2 separate regions of the Rattus norvegicus genome follow, and region 2 is linked to region 1. The links are chromatin contacts, called in public HiChIP or PLAC-seq maps. All regions are on one chromosome and are shown on one strand. The core of a region is the stretch at or near the end of the contact, and the rest is flanking DNA. Distances in the headings are between cores, read along the strand shown. Region 1 overlaps Pxdc1 (PX domain containing 1). Region 2 overlaps Slc22a23 (solute carrier family 22, member 23).

Region 1 (2,865 bases), core at 192-2,691:
ATGCCTGCTTCATTCAGGTTTGGTTCCAAGAATAAAGCAGGTGTTTGCTTTTGACAAAACCAGTTAAACACACACAAATTCTCTGTTCTTTTCTTTCAAGGCAAGAAAGGACCCCTGGGCAGCTCCAGGCTGACTTTTCTTAAATCACTAGTGATATTTGGAATATCAAAACCAGAAGCTCTGGGTACTCTAAGGTTATTGTATTTAAATACATTAAAAAATAAAGTTGAAAATTGTGGTTTATGATAGGCAAGTGATATTTGGAAAAGCTGGTTCAAGCCTTTAAGAGCTAAATGACTTGAGTCCCAAGGGAAAATTTAGCAGGTGCAATAGGAAAGGGTGTGAATGTGAACAAGTAGGGCACTGTGCTAGTAGCCCTCCTGCTTGAACCTATGGCTCCTGTCACCTGTTCCTGAAAAATTAAAGCAGACCCATATGTGGACTGCCCTCAGAGCTCTGCCTTTCACAGCTGGTGCTTGGAAAGCCTGATTATCAGTAGTATAGTGACATCGGAAATTTGGGGATCCCACCAGCTGTGAAACTAAGAAACCCCAGGGGTGTGAAACAATCAGAAGTTTCCAGAGGAAAATTTATTTCATTTTCTGCATTGTAGTCCTGGAATAGTGGGAGGTAGGTATGTGTGTGTGTGTGTGTGTGTGTGTGTGTGTGTGTGTGTGTGTGTGTGTGTACGCACTCATGGATGTGTTCATTTCATGTCAAGATACTTTTTGATAGAAAACATTTTATAATTGATTGAAGGGAAGTGATGTCCAGGACCCCAAGGAAATGGCCCTGTGAGCTTTGGGGTTTGGGGCTGTCAGAAGCCAGGTGGACTGGTGGACTCATCTGTGCCTTGTTGGCCTGGAGGTTGATAGAGATTAAGATCAGGGATGCTGGATGCTGGCTTTTCCTGCTTCTTGAGGCTCGCTCCTTAGCCCAGGAGCTGTAACTACAGCGATGGTCATCAGGTTGTAGTGCTGTTAGGAAAATGTCAGAGAAATCCACCGTTTCGCAAAGCTGCTGTACCACCTGGGGAAGGCACAAGTGCTCTTTGTCACTCAGCGAGAGAGGTTCTTGGAGACAGGATGTGGCTCCTTAAGAAAACTGACCTAGACAGTCAGCTTGATTGTCACCAGAGAGCCGGCACGCAGAAGTAATGGCCGAAAGCACCTGTCTCACAGCTTGAGAGAATCACCTGCTGCCTCTTTGCTCACATGTGAGGGTCCCACAGGCTTCCTTCCCAATTCAGATGCTTCCCGTTTCAGGTCTCAAACACACTTGCTTTTCCAAAGAACACCACTTGGCTTTCATTCAGAAGCACAAAGACTGGTCTAAGGAAGCAGATGCAATCAAACCAAATCAGACTTGTAGTCTGAATGCCCCTGTGTCCCGGATAGTGCTCTCCTGGCCGCCTGTGCCAGACACAGGCTGCACTGTGGGCATGGGAGACCTGTTGGCCAGCAGGATCTGTTTTCTCAGTGCTTTCCCAGAGCTGTGAGAAATGGCATGGAACCAGTAAGGTATTCTGGGATCACATCCAACAGAGCCAGCATTCTGATGCTGTTTCCAGAGGCCCGAAGGACACCCTTGCTTTTCTCTACTGCATCCTGGGAAACGGAACACAGCAGAAACAGAGCACAGGGCATGAAGTTCATGTTGAGCATGAGACAAACAGCAAATGTATTTTCAGTAGACAAGCTGTTACTATTGTGTTCCTCCCGGCTTATCTGAAATTCACAGTTCACTCAGTTGTGAAATCTGGCCGGCTTGAAAGACTGATTGTTGTTAATGCCTTCCTATTGCTGTGATAAAACAGTGACCGAGGCAACGCATGAAAGGAAGAGCTTATGTAGCCTTAAAGTTCCCGATGGGATAGCATGTCAGCAAGCAGTGGGCATGCAGCAGGAGCAGGGAGCCCAGAGCTCACATTTTGCGCCATAAGCAAGAAGACTGAGAACTGGAAACAATGTAGGTTTTTAAACTCTTGGTAGTTTTTTTTTTTTTTTTTTTTTCGGAGCTGGGGACCGAACCCAGGGCCTTGCGCTTGCTAGGCAAGCGCTCTACCGCTGAGCTAAATCCCCAACCCCAGGTTTTTAAACTCTTAAAGACTGCCTCTTGTAACACACTTCCTCCAATAAAGCCACACCTCTTAAACCTCCACAAACAACGTCACCAACTGTTCAACCATCCAAGCCTATTTGGGGATGTTCTCCTTCCAACCAGCACACTGGTGTGAAGCCGTGTGTGTTTCCCTCCCTGTTGGAGCCTGTGAACCCAACCAAGAGGTCTTTCACCACTGTGAAAGATCCATATGAAAGATTCATCTAATGAGCAAGAATCAAAGCTCGTCGTTTGAGAATTCAGAATTGGATGCTTCTACTCAGTACAGTGGTGTGGGCTGGCCATGCACTGGATGCTCAAGACGGTGGTCTCCTACGAGTCATTCTTTCAGAGAATAAGCGTAGTTGTTGTGTCGGTGTGACGGGCCCAGAATGAGGATTGTAGCTCTCAGAAACCAGAGGGTAGCTTTGCCTCTTTGATGAGAGCAGCTCCCAAGGGACTGTTATGTGGTTTATTTGGGGAGGGGTGCATTTATTTCTCTTTACAATAGTCCCAAGGAGTCCTCACTAGGCTCAGTCCTCTGTAGACTACTCTGTAGCAAGGAAGCATGTTCAAAGCAATCTACTGTAAGCATAGAACCTGCATCCTTCTGTACACACACAGCCACACCCTCTTAATGATAGTGATGCTGAGAAAGGTGTCTTTGAGAGAATTCTGTCACTGTGTGACTATCAGGAGTGGATTTACACAAACCGAGCCAGCTATGCTGTTACTAGGTGATATCTCTTATAAGACCAATGTGTC
Region 2 (2,865 bases), core at 160-2,659, 320 kb after region 1:
GTGGGTGCCCAGTGCATGTTCTTGATTTCTCTGCCCTCACAGGCTACAGCTCTCTTAAACTCACACATTTTTTTTTACCAAAAAGTCGATAGGGACATTATGGAAAACTAAGGTTGGCAAAAAACTGCCTAAGGTTAGAGAAGAGCTGTGAGTTTGCTTGTTTGTTTGACTGTTTGAGGTAGGGTCTCACTATGTAACCTTGGCTGGCTTTGATACTCTTTAAGCAGACCTGGCTGACTTTGAATTCACCAAGATTTGCCTGCCTTCGCCTCTCAAATGTTGGGATTAAAGGCATGTGCCACTGTACCTAGTGAGTTGGGTGACTTAAGTGCTATACCAGAGGAAGTCTAAGCCCTGACACCCATGGGGTACCCAACTTTGTTCCTAATGACTGCTTGTAATGATCAGAGGTGAGGAGATGAGCATTGACACCCGTCAGGTGCCCAGATGCTGCCCTGGATGTGAGAAGGTTACCTAGGGTCAGAGATCAGGTCTCATTGCTGCCTCTTCTACTGGCACAAGTCACAGGCTGTCTAGTACTCACTTCTTTATCAGTGAAGCAAAAGGGTGGTTAGAGGGGCTATTTGGCCTGCAGACTGTCCCCAACAGTGCTTACTGTTGCTGCTGAACGGTGGCTCAGAGCCCCCAGGCTGTGAGATGGCTGTGACCAGGCAGTGCCAGCCTCTGCAGCACTAAAGACAAGGCTGCCTTAGACCAAGTAGGAGCCTCCTGCTGGCTGCTTTATACAGGGAGTTCCTCCCCCACGCCACAAACAAGGGAAGTTGTTGAAGTGACAAAGAAGAAATGAGTTACTGGTGCCCACTTGACTGAATCCCTGACTGTTGGCTCCATATATAAAATGTGTGAAACAGTAAGGCTTTCTTTGTCCTTCCCTCTTTCAATGCTGAGGCTTGTCTGCCTTCCTTCAGTGCCTGCGTGGACTATCAGTACCTACGGACCTCCTCTCTTCCCTCCCACCCTCCCTGCCTCCCCCCTTTTCCTCCCTTGTGTTTCTAAACTCCTAATGATTTGCTGGGCAAGCCAAGGGTCTTCCATGGAACATGGGATAGAAAGGAGTTGGGTCATTTATTAACTCTGCCTTGCCAGGTAATGGAAGCCCTGGGAGGAGTATGGAAACGTGATCTTCTTAAAGCCAGTGTAGTCTCCTGGGTGGACTAGCAAAGATGAGTTTTAATGGGGAATTCGCGCACAGGATCGTTTGGAGTGACGTGTCTCATTGTCAGTTTCCCACGTGTTGCACATCTTGGCAGCTGAGTGGAAGATTCTGTGGATGTTCTTTGTGAGAAGATGTGCTGAAAACAAGGAGCATTCCAGCACGGGTGCATGCCTTGTCCTGGCAACAGAATGCACTCTGAGGAATGCTGTTTGCATTGAAGACAGGAAGCTCTTGTTGTCTACACAGGCCAGCTGCAGGCCCATGTGTTGGCCACATCACTCCGTGGACACGGATGGCAGCCTCTGAGAGACTGTGGCCTCAAAGGCTTCAGGAGACTGACCTGCAGGTTATACTGCCAGGGTAATGCCCAATAGTGGGGGCAGGGCTAGCCTGGTGTATGGTTCAGTTAAGGGTTCTGTATCCTGGAACTTCCTGTTGTATATATATTGTGAGAAGTAGACAAAGCATTAGCTGCATGAAGTTCATTCACAGAGGCACAGAGGTGTGTGGTCACCACATCCATCTGTCCCCAGAGCTCCTCATCCTGCAAAACGAAACTGTACCCTTTACATGATGGCCCCTCAAGTCCTGCTACAGCTCCTGAAGTTAACATTTTAATTTCTGGCTTTGTTTCGTGTTTTGGTTTGGTTTGTTTGTTTGCTTTTCTTTTTTGTTTTTGTTTTTCGAGACAGGGTTTTTCTGTGTGACCTGGCTGTCCTGGAACTTGCTCTGTAGACCAGGCTGACCTCCAACTCAGAGATCTGCCTGCCTCTGCCTCCTGATTAAAGGCGCGCTCCACCACATGTGTCCCTGGCTTTCTGTTTCTATAAATCAGAATAGAAGTAGAATCAAGCAGTGTTCCTGAGTGGCTGTTGTTGCTTAGTATAATGTCTCCAAGGATTATCACTGGCTGAGTCACACTCACTGAACGGAAATGCCACACTTTCTTTACCCTCTCACTCTTGGGCTTTGTCCACAGATTAGTGACGGATGCTGCTGTGGATGCAGCTGTGCAAGCATCTACCTCAGTTCCTGCTTCTCATTTCTTAAATGCGGCTCAGATATAGAAATGCTAGCCCCTATGGATCGGGAGGCATTTAGAATCACTATATTCTTTAGAGACTATCTTTGAGTTCTAGTTTAATCCACTGTGTAAAATAGTGAGTTCACAGACACAGTTTCGTCCTTCTGCTCATCTGTGATAGTCCACAAGAATTGCTGTGATGAGGAAATCCTGTGTGTGATTCTGGCCTGGAGCCTTGTTTCCAGCCATTGTTGCCCACATGTGGAATTGGGTTGTCTTGAACTCAGCAGTGCCTGGAGGCCCTTCATGCTGACTGAGTGGGTGGATGATGCCCCCATCAAAAGAATCCTTGCCAATTGCAGCCCTGGCGGTGCTGGCACATACCTGTCATCCCAGCATTTAAAAAGTTGAGACAGGAGAAGTAAGAGTTCAAGGTCATCCTTAGTCACACAGCTGAGTTTGAGGTCAGCCTGTGCTTCTTGAGAGCAGTCTAGCTGTCACGTATGTCACCTCCCTGGCTGTCAGAGTTGGTTTGGCTGATCCAGCTGGCTAGGCAGATGTCCCCCTCCTTACCACACCACATACTTATCCTCTCACAGTTTTTCTGTAGAAGAGGATCGTCTTTGGTCAAAGATCGAGTTACTGTTGCCGTGCTCCCCTGACA

What was found. HiChIP or PLAC-seq counts read pairs in DNA pulled down with a chosen protein or histone mark.
Region 2: an H3K27ac HiChIP or PLAC-seq map of oligodendrocytes shows a contact between it and region 1, with 8 times the contacts expected there. The contact joins two enhancer-like sites. A contact is called at or near these places in 2 of 12 Hi-C or Micro-C datasets (Schwann cells and liver) and 1 of 1 datasets of contacts at active chromatin or transcription factors (oligodendrocytes).

The regions. Positions count from the first base shown.
Region 1 is chr17:30,491,405-30,494,269 of GRCr8, forward strand. All of the region lies in intron 1 of Pxdc1 (PX domain containing 1), which reads left to right. Among named protein-coding and RNA genes, the nearest start is that of Pxdc1, 11 kb to the left of the region's middle. Within about 2 kb of position 1,442, at least 12 of the 93 cell types and tissues checked have an H3K27ac peak or open chromatin away from gene starts, as enhancers often do. A contact at or near this core is called in Schwann cells, where this site is marked.
Region 2 is chr17:30,812,457-30,815,321 of GRCr8, forward strand. All of the region lies in intron 3 of Slc22a23 (solute carrier family 22, member 23), which reads left to right. Among named protein-coding and RNA genes, the nearest start is that of Slc22a23, 64 kb to the left of the region's middle. Within about 2 kb of position 1,410, at least 42 of the 93 cell types and tissues checked have an H3K27ac peak or open chromatin away from gene starts, as enhancers often do. A contact at or near this core is called in Schwann cells, where this site is marked.